Regions from separate parts of the Capsicum annuum genome. Here region 1 is linked to region 2. Evidence: chromatin contacts called from public Hi-C data. All regions are on one chromosome and are shown on one strand. Each heading gives the region's core, a stretch centred on a gene start, on an enhancer-like site or on the middle of the called end of the contact. The rest is flanking DNA. Distances are from core to core; before and after follow the strand shown. Region 1 has its middle 5.5 kb from the start of LOC124885588. Region 2 overlaps LOC107877881.

Region 1 (4,458 bases), core at 284-2,783, 580 kb before region 2:
CATAATAAAACAGTTGATCAAACTAAAAGCACCTACAATCTAAGGTCATAAATTAGGGTGACCAATTATGACTTTTGGTTGATATTAGCTTATAAGCACTTGGGTTTACATGAGGAATTGAACCTTAAACAAATTAAGAAAGAGAGTAGAAAAACACTTTACTTCTTGAATATTTTCACAGGGGCTGATGCTATGATAAAGAGACATGGAAATCATATTGGAATATGAAGCATGAAATGCATAAGGAATCCATTCAGTTGTTGACCGCGGGAAATAATCAACAGAGACCACTATTGAGAGACCATGATCTTAATACAACAGGTAAAACGTAAATAAGCTAGCACTTGAATGTACTAAATATTTTTGCTTAAGTACAAGCGATGCAATTAGCACCAAAGCAAAATTAAGCCCAAAAAAAACTGTTAAAACGATAATATATGCAAAATCAAAAACCCAGTGAAAAGGAGGCATAAAATAAGATAAACTCTTGAAATTATTGACATGCATTTACAAATTCAACCAAAAATTAGCGGAAAAGTTGAAGATACAATTTTTATTAGAAATAGGAAAAATAGAGACAGCCGATAAGTTTGTTCGCCAAAGAGAGCAGAAGTTTAAATCACCCTCAATAGGCACTTCAAAGAACCCATTTATCTTCAAATGTCATCTTACCTATTGGAAATCAGAAACTATTATATATCCCAAAATGCATGTGAGACCGAGATTTTGAAACACACGAACTCTAAAAATTTTATAACTCAAGAAAACGACCACTAATAAAAACCTCCAAAAAAAACACAGATTGTACAGATGAAAAGATCAACTAAAAACATCAAAGAATGAGGAAGAACAAGAAGTGGAAAGCAGATGCTGAGAAAAAAGGACGATACCAAATTTTTTTAACACAGCTTTGTGGATCTTGATCTTTGATTCAAACAAGAAACAAAAAGTATAAGCTGTAAAAGGGAAGAAAAAGTGAAAAAAGACTTTCTGTATCCACAGATGGTGGTACCATGAAAAGCCACACATGGGCATACATGTCATCAAAAGGCTGCACAAAAAAATAAAAATATCAAAAATGTCCCTTGTTGTACCACCAAAACCTTTACTTATTAATTATAGAAATAAATATATAGTATATACAGTATATAGTATATAGATATAGGAATAGAAAAATCACTATCATTGCTTTTTGAAGGAGTGAATCTCCTTGATTTGTGATTTTCTTGGTATATAACCAAAGGTTTAAGAAAGAATAATTAGTTTGTGCTGTTATCTGAATGTAAAAGAAGACTAAGATTAGTTTGCATTGGAAAACACAAGAACATCACCACCTTCATTATTAAGCCCTATAGATGAACTTAATATATTTATGGCAAAGGAAAAGGAAGAAAACGTTAGCACCAGGAAGAAGCGACTGAATACAAGACTCAGCAGAGGTGTACCAAAAGGCATAGAAAGTGAACTAGTTGCTGTTGAATGGCCTAACTGGCTTGTTGCAGCTGCTGGTGATGCTTTAAATGGATGGCTTCCAAGAAGAGTTGATACTTTTGAGAAACTAGGTAAGATTGGCCAGGGAACTTACAGTAATCTCTACAAGACTCGAGATACTGTGCTCAACAAAGTTGCTGCCCTGAAGAAAGTTCGTTTTGACAATCTTGATCCCGAGAGTGTCAAGTTTATAGCAAGAGAGATAATCATATTGAGAAGGCTTTGTGATCACCCAAACGTTATCAAATTGGAAGATTTAATCACCCCACCAATAAACTGCAGTTTGTACCTTGTTTTCGGTTACATGGAATATGATCTCAAGGGAATTCAAGAACAAAAAGGTGTCAAGTTTTCTGAACCTGAGATCAAATGTTACATGAACCAGCTGCTTAAAAGGCTTGATCATTGCCATAGTCGTGGTATCTTGAATTGAGATGTAAAAACTTCCAACCTGTAGTTAACAAAAAAGGTATCCTAAAAATTGCAGATTTTGGGCTGTCAACATTTTTTGATCCAGAACAAAGCATGCCATTAACCAGCAAGATTGTGACTCTCTGGTACAGGCCACCAGAACTTTTGCTAGGGTCAAATTCTTATGGAGTTGGGAGTTGATTTATGGGGTGTTGGTTGTGTACTTGGTGAACTATTTACTGGCAAGCCTATTATGCCCCGTAAAACTGAAGTTGAGCAATTGTATAGAAGATTCAATCTCTGTGGTTCTGCATCTGATGATTTTTGGCTAAAATCCAAATTGTCTAAAGCACCAATATTTAAGCCAATGATGCCTTATAGACGAAAAATTCAAGCAACCTTTCATGGTCTTCCTGTGACGGCTGTAGGACTAATGGACACTTTACTTTCCATCGAAACTGAATATCGAGGGACTGCAGCTCTTGCTCTTCAGGGAGAGTTCTTCACAACAGAACCATTTGCTGGTGATCCCTCAAGTTTGCCACAATATCTTGCCAGAAAAGAGATTGATGCAAAATTCCAAGATGCAAAAATGACAGAAATCAAGGGGAGTAGGAGGTGGAAGTATGCACGTGCTAGAAGTGTAAGAGCAATTCCAGCACATGAAGCTAATGCAGAATTACAGAGCAACATAGATAGAAGACGGATCCTTACCAATTCAAAAGCCTGAAATAGGATAGAAGGAATAAATGAATATGTCTCAGGAGGTGTTTCAAATGAAGGAACAAACTCTTCCGCATATTTTCAGGAGTCCAGCAGAAAAGAGGGCTCAGAGAATTATACTCAGAGATCTGCTACTCCTCATCAAAGGTATGATCTGAGAGCTATTAGGAAAGAACCAATTCATGATGACTATGTAATCAAGAGAAAGAAGTGGTCAGGTCCATTACCTGCTTCATTAGACAAAATGACGGATTTATTCATAGGGCACGATGCCATAATCCTCAAAGCTGTTCAGCATGCGAGTCTTGAGAAGGGATTAACAGTTAAAGGGAATGACCATGACTCTAAGGAGAAAAGCAATCATTCTTTAGGTCCATCGACATCGACTAGACATGAGTTTACTGCTAATGACCAAATTTCTACTCTTTTACCGGCCAAATCGGCCAATATGCAGGTCTTACCAGGAGAGCACGAGGCAGGAATCCTAAAAGATGCTCAATGCATGAAGTCTGACAAGACAAAAGTGGTGGAAGGGGAAGGTAGTAACTCCAAGGTAAAGAAGAACCAACTTATTGAACTATTGTTGTCTTCCCTGAATCAGATAGCCTTGACTTCCTGGTAGACAATCAATATTTTGGTCCACTTCCATCTGCATCAAAACCAATCGATGTGGATAGAATACTTAGAGAGCATGACCGACAGATTCAAGAATTTGTTGAACGCACCAAGCATCAGAAAAAACTAGCTAAAGCTCGGTATTGAGGTACAAGAATTTGTTGAACACACCAAGCATCAGAAAAAACTAGCTAAAGCTCGGTATTGAGGTATGAAATCCAATATTAGCTGCTTGGAAATTTACTCTCTATAAAGGTTTCCAATCGTACCAGTGTACTTTTACCGGTATAGAACTAATAAATCTTTAGCCCAATGTCAAGATTGGCTGTGGTTTTCTATAGAAATACTAATGTCTTAAACTAAGGGGCCTTGTTTTTGTTAAGTATCCCACATCGGAAAAGGGATGGGTAATTGGTCTCCTAATATAGACTTGGGCAATCCTCCCCTCTTGAATGAAAATTTAAAGGGACTAAAAAAGACTATGGTTTGAAGAAACAAAAGATGAGACAAAAGTGGTGCTCGTGGCTTCATTTGGATACATTGTTGAATTTGGAATTGCCACAGGAAGAGAAAAAATCTTAAACAGATCATAAGCCTCTACAGCGAGTTCCTCAGAATGGCTACTGATACCACGTCCACCAAATTGTGATGGATTGTGGACAACTTTGTCAAATATCCTCCGATAGTACTATTCAGGAAAACTGCACCTAAGATAGTTGACAAAGGGAACCCAAATGGAGAAAAACCGAACACGGCAATGGAGGAAGATTTACAAAAAATGCATTACCTAAAAGCAGTGATCTTGGAAGGTCTAAGCCAGCACTCACCAGTTCACCTATTACTGCTACACATGGTGACAAAGAAAGTGGAACTCAACAGTTATGCAATTAGATAGGTTCCTAGTATGTGGTGGTGATGGTCATGATGGTGGTCTAGAGAGTAGAAAAAAACTCTTATTGTGGTAGTTGAAACTTCTCATCATTAGTGTAAAAAACAAAATGGTAGTTGAAACTTCTCATCATTAGTGTAAAAAACAAAAAGGATAGGGAGAGTAAAGCTACAAGGAGAAAATATAAGGAAATTGTAGCTGTAAATTGCTACAAAAGAACTGCAGGGAAGGGAAAAACTGAAACTTTTTTGCTTTGTTTTCTATTTTCTAGATGGTTACAAATGTCTAATGTCATCCCTTATTTATACTTATGTAGAGATGATTCTAGA
Region 2 (4,830 bases), core at 640-3,139:
GATAGAATGTTTGGCATGGGGATCCAATGTGATACTTTAAGGTGTGTGCTTTATGATTCAGGAGATACTCAGGATATTAGTCATCTTTGTTTTACATCTTCCTAGACCAAAAATTTGTGGTAGTATATGATTGCACAGATTGGGATCAATTTCCTCAACAGAGTATACAACAGACAATCCAGAAGATTATTTCTAAAAGATGGTGTAGACTCAAAAAAGAGATCACTGTGGTTGTATTTGGTGTTGTGATCTATCATGCTTGACAAGCAAGGAATTGGAAGATATTCAAGAAAAAGAATCTGCAGTCCGAGTTTATAGTCCATCAGACAAAGCTAATAGTAATACAGAGATTGAGAATGTATATAGGATCCAAACAGGCTACTAAGTGTATAGATTTTATTGCTAGGCTTTGTAATTAGTTTTCCTAAGGTCTAATTTCCTTTAATAAATAGCTAGGAATTAGGGGCTCTTTAGATGTATTTTTTGATTGGTTGGTATGGTAAGTTTTACAGTTTACCAAAAAAAAGATTTAAAATATCAAATAACAACTAACTATATAAATTTTAGTATCGAGGCATAGCCAATAACACTCAGAGGCATTATGGGGAGGCAAAAGTATCGAAAGGCAAACGCTTCAAAATTTGAGGCGTTCGCCTAAAGCATTGGGTGTTCACCTAAGCGCGAGGCACAAATTAGGCGCAAGCCTACAAAGTTTACAAGGTAAAATATTTTTTTCTTATTAAATCAATAATTTAAACATAATTCTAAAATATGTGATTGGTAAATACTTCTACTCAAATTAAAAGTAAAAGAAAATTTAAAAGTCACACTTTGAAATGTATTTGTCGGTGGATGTCGACGTCGCCGCTACTCAAGAAGGTGATAAGTATACTTTCTTCTTCCTACTTTCTTTCTTTTCTTTTAGATCATTTTAAGTCGCATAGTGACAAGCTTTTAAGCGATTTACTTTTTTTGGTCTCTTTTAAAATACAATATATGGTAAATGAATGCGTAAATATATTGAGTAATGGAAAGGTGGGATTGATTAATTATGTAATATTTTTTATACAAACTTTTTGTTTTTGAAGACATATAATAGTTTATTATATGAAAGTTAACTCTATCTATTAGTTGTGTTATGTGGCTTTTGTTAGTTTTTTGTTCTTTTTTTACTGAATCAGCTTTAGATATATATTTCACTTATTTTTTATAATTTCACTTATTTTTTATAATTTTGATGTAAAACATACATTTTTTGTGTGATTTATCTCTTTCGAAAAATATTTATTGATAACTATATTAATTATAAATTATTAAAAATTAAAGAATCCGGAGACTTACGCCTTATCACCTCGAGGCTTACGTTTCACCTCGTATCAGGTAAAACGTCTCGTCTTACACCTCCACCTTTAACTGTATATAACTAAAGCATAAGTGACTTTAGCAGATAAATTATTCACTAAATTGATAAATGATATATATTATTTGTGACTAAGATAAACTTACGAAATTATTTATAAGTTTTTAATCATATAGCAAGCTAGAAATTGCTGCCTGATCCAATTTCTGATAGTTAACTTCATTTGTAATTTGAAGTTAAAATTTACATAATTACGAACAATATAAATTCTACTAACTACACAAACATCATAACTAGTTCGTTTTGTTAGAATTTTTCTTGTTCGTGCGCCATTTTTCGTGGAAGTTGACTAGTTTTATCCTTAAAAACATTTTGCATTACTGAAATAGTTTTTAGAATACTTTAAGCCAATTTATATATCTTGTTATAAATAATGTGTTGTTATATTTTTCTCGTGTTAACCGACAACATAACTTAGTCGAACGTGTACAAATAGTGATGAAGTACTGGAACATTTAGCTAACTTATTGTTTTGCTCAATATGTCCAGTTTGGTCTTAATTCTTTTGTTTTAGTAGTTTAGGACATCACAACTCTTCCTACGCTTAATTTTGTGGTGATACTTTAGTTCCCTATTCATCAGGTTAGTATTGGCTTAGCTTGCCCTTTTAAGCTTCAAACTATTTCTTTGTTTTTTTCTTTCCTGCCCGTAATGTTCGAACCAACTTTTGTTCGAACCAACTTTTGCACACCTTAACTGATTCCACGAGATACCTACATCCAACCAACCACTACATCCAACCAACCAAAAATTCCCAAGTAACTTTATCCACTAAGTCTAAAATAGATGGGGGAAGAAATCACCAGCGTTTTCTCCTCTAATAAGATTTGAACTTGTGACATCATAATTCGATAACCACTTCATTGAAGTACTCATTTTATCGATACCCACTTCATTGAAGTACTCACTTTATTACATCTTTAGTATCTTTCTAAGGGGTGTAACATCACCGTAATAGATGACAAGTCAGCCAACTGAACAACCGAGATGATGACATCGCTGACAACAGGTTAAAGCCATGGCAACAACACATTAGACCAAAAACAAAAAGCATTAAATTTAACAGGCTGATTATTTTTCCAGATCATAAAGTTAAACACCATAAATACATAGATTTTTCTAGGTAAGCTGAGCATTGAACCACTACACCGAACAAGAGCACGGATGGAAGAGCTTAAATTCTGATGTGTAACTTTGCTTGCTCGTCCTTCCTGAGGTAAGCGCAGCTTCTTATGTTTTCCAGGTTTTCAAAGAATTTACAAGTTTACTAAAAGCCTGCAAATTTAACAAAATATACAATTAAAGAAATGCACATTTTACCATTTTTTGGATAAACCAAATTGTACTATCAAACACAAAAATCTTGTTTAAAGCTTCCAGCAGTAATTTTCTAATCAATTCAAGTTTCCAAAACCCCCCAACAGCCTTTTGATAAAGTTATCCTCCCACCCTTCCCCCCAAACCCCAATATAAGGGGAAGATTCTAAATTTTATCTACGGGATACCTCCTACCAAACGACCCCTAAAGGTATTGCCTGGGAGACTAGGTCACAACCAAGAAACAACTTACGTCTCTGGGTCAGAAGAGAGAAATCTCATGAGACGTAAGAGAAACCATAGAGATAAAAGCAGGGCCAAGACAAATGACTCTAAACTAGAACTGATCGATTAAAATGTAGATCCTCTAGATGGAACAGAAAAGTAGATCCCATCAATGCTAATGCAGATCACAAATGCAAATGTCGATAAACAACTTACTACAAAAACTCACTAAAACAAAGACAGGTCCTTTATCCTTCGTCCTCAGATTTAGAGTCATAATCCGAGTTGTCCTCAAGCTTCACCTCCACTTCTACCATCTGCACTGGGGATGGGAATGTATTTCCTGCAAGTAGGAGGAAATGCTAAGAATATCATCAATGCTAAAATTACAACTATACCATAGAGCTGCTGGATAGGTTTCAGTATTGTATTTCCAGGTGCAGCAGCAACTCTGATACATTAAAATGTTGCCAGAGACAAATATAACCAAATATTGAGAGAATCTCTCATTTAAAGGTATCTTTGAACTCTGCTACCTCCCCATCCATCTCCACGAGGAATTTATCTATTTAAACATATAGAGCAAAGACACCACATTCTCAAGGCAAAACATTAGACATCCTTCTTCTTTGAAATGCCAATACTAGCATAGTTGCTTAGACGTCCTTCCTCTTTACATATTCCAATATACTCCCTCCGTCCCATTTTATGTGGCACCCTTTAACTTGATATGGCATTCAAGGAAATGGGATTTGAAACTTGTGGCTAAAACAATCCTTAGATATTTGAGTGGTTGTAAATCATTTCATCAAGGGTAAAATGGTAATTTTAAAATTAAATTATTTCTAATTATAGCAAGGTGACATTCTTTTTGGAACGGATTAAAAACGAAATGGTGCCACATAAAATGGAACGGAGGGAGTATGTGCTTTTCTGCTCTTACTTCCCCAAGTTGTTACAGAATAAGCTTTTCTTTCATCAAATGTACTAGGTGCTCTTGTATGTAAAGAATGTTTATGTTTTTAGCTCTTAACGACTCTGCTCCTATCTCATCCACTGCTCTAGCTAATTGTCTGCCCTTTCTAAGTGTGATTTCTGTGTTATGAATGGTCGTGCCTAAGGACATATCAGTTGAAGTGGATTCTTCTTTTATATGACCTCGTGGATCAGACTTACTAGATGGACAAAAATTCATCAAATATACCAAATATGACAATGTAGCTATCAACAAAACTGAAGAAATAAACTTACTAGTTTACTACTCGCTTTGTCCCAATTTATTTGGCCATAATTCTTTTTAGTCCGTCTCTAGAAGGACATCATCTTTCTATAATTGGAAAAGACTTCGATTCTAAAATTCTCCTGAAATGATTTATACACACACAAATGTACTCGGTGCTTCTCAAAACATGATAATGTAGCTCCCAACCAAACTGAAGAAATAAACTTCCTACCTTACTACTTGCTTTGTCCCAACTTAAGTGGCCAAAATTCTTTTTAGTCTATCTCTAGAAGAACGTCATCTTTCTATAATTGGAAAAGACTTGACTCTAAAATTCTCCTGAAATGATTTATAGCCACAGAAATGTTAAGGTTTGTTTTAGACCACAAATTATATCTTTCTTTCTCAAACCTTGTGACGGAGGCAGTACTTCTAAACTTCTTCATCTTTTGTAATACTTAAAATTCAAAGTTATTAAATTAACCAATGAAGTAGAAAATTATCTTTTGAAAAAAACAAGGCCAACAACGTTAAAAATCATTTCCAGATAGCACACCTAATCAGCAAAGTGCAAAAGAAATGATGCTAAGAATATTCCCGTCAAAACAAGGTGATCACGTGCACCACCAGCTGAGATATTAATAAC

What was found. A called contact is a pair of places that touch in the nucleus more often than the background predicts.
Region 1: a contact with region 2 is called in a Hi-C map of leaf, with 2.6 times the contacts expected there. The contact joins two enhancer-like sites. A contact is called at or near these places in 2 of 5 Hi-C or Micro-C datasets (leaf and placenta).

The regions. Positions count from the first base shown.
Region 1 is chr7:77,313,001-77,317,458 of UCD10Xv1.1, reverse strand. It overlaps the pseudogene LOC107877972. Among protein-coding and RNA genes, the nearest start is that of LOC124885588, 5.5 kb to the left of the region's middle. Within about 2 kb of position 1,533, at least 1 of the 5 cell types and tissues checked has an H3K27ac peak or open chromatin away from gene starts, as enhancers often do. A contact at or near this core is called in leaf, where this site is marked.
Region 2 is chr7:76,737,055-76,741,884 of UCD10Xv1.1, reverse strand. LOC107877881 reads right to left here. Exons shown (of 3, transcript XM_016724666.2): 2 at 3,192-3,305; 3 at 2,453-2,695. The coding sequence ends at 3,211. Among protein-coding and RNA genes, the nearest start is that of LOC107877881, 19 kb to the right of the region's middle. Within about 2 kb of position 1,889, at least 5 of the 5 cell types and tissues checked have an H3K27ac peak or open chromatin away from gene starts, as enhancers often do. A contact at or near this core is called in leaf, where this site is marked.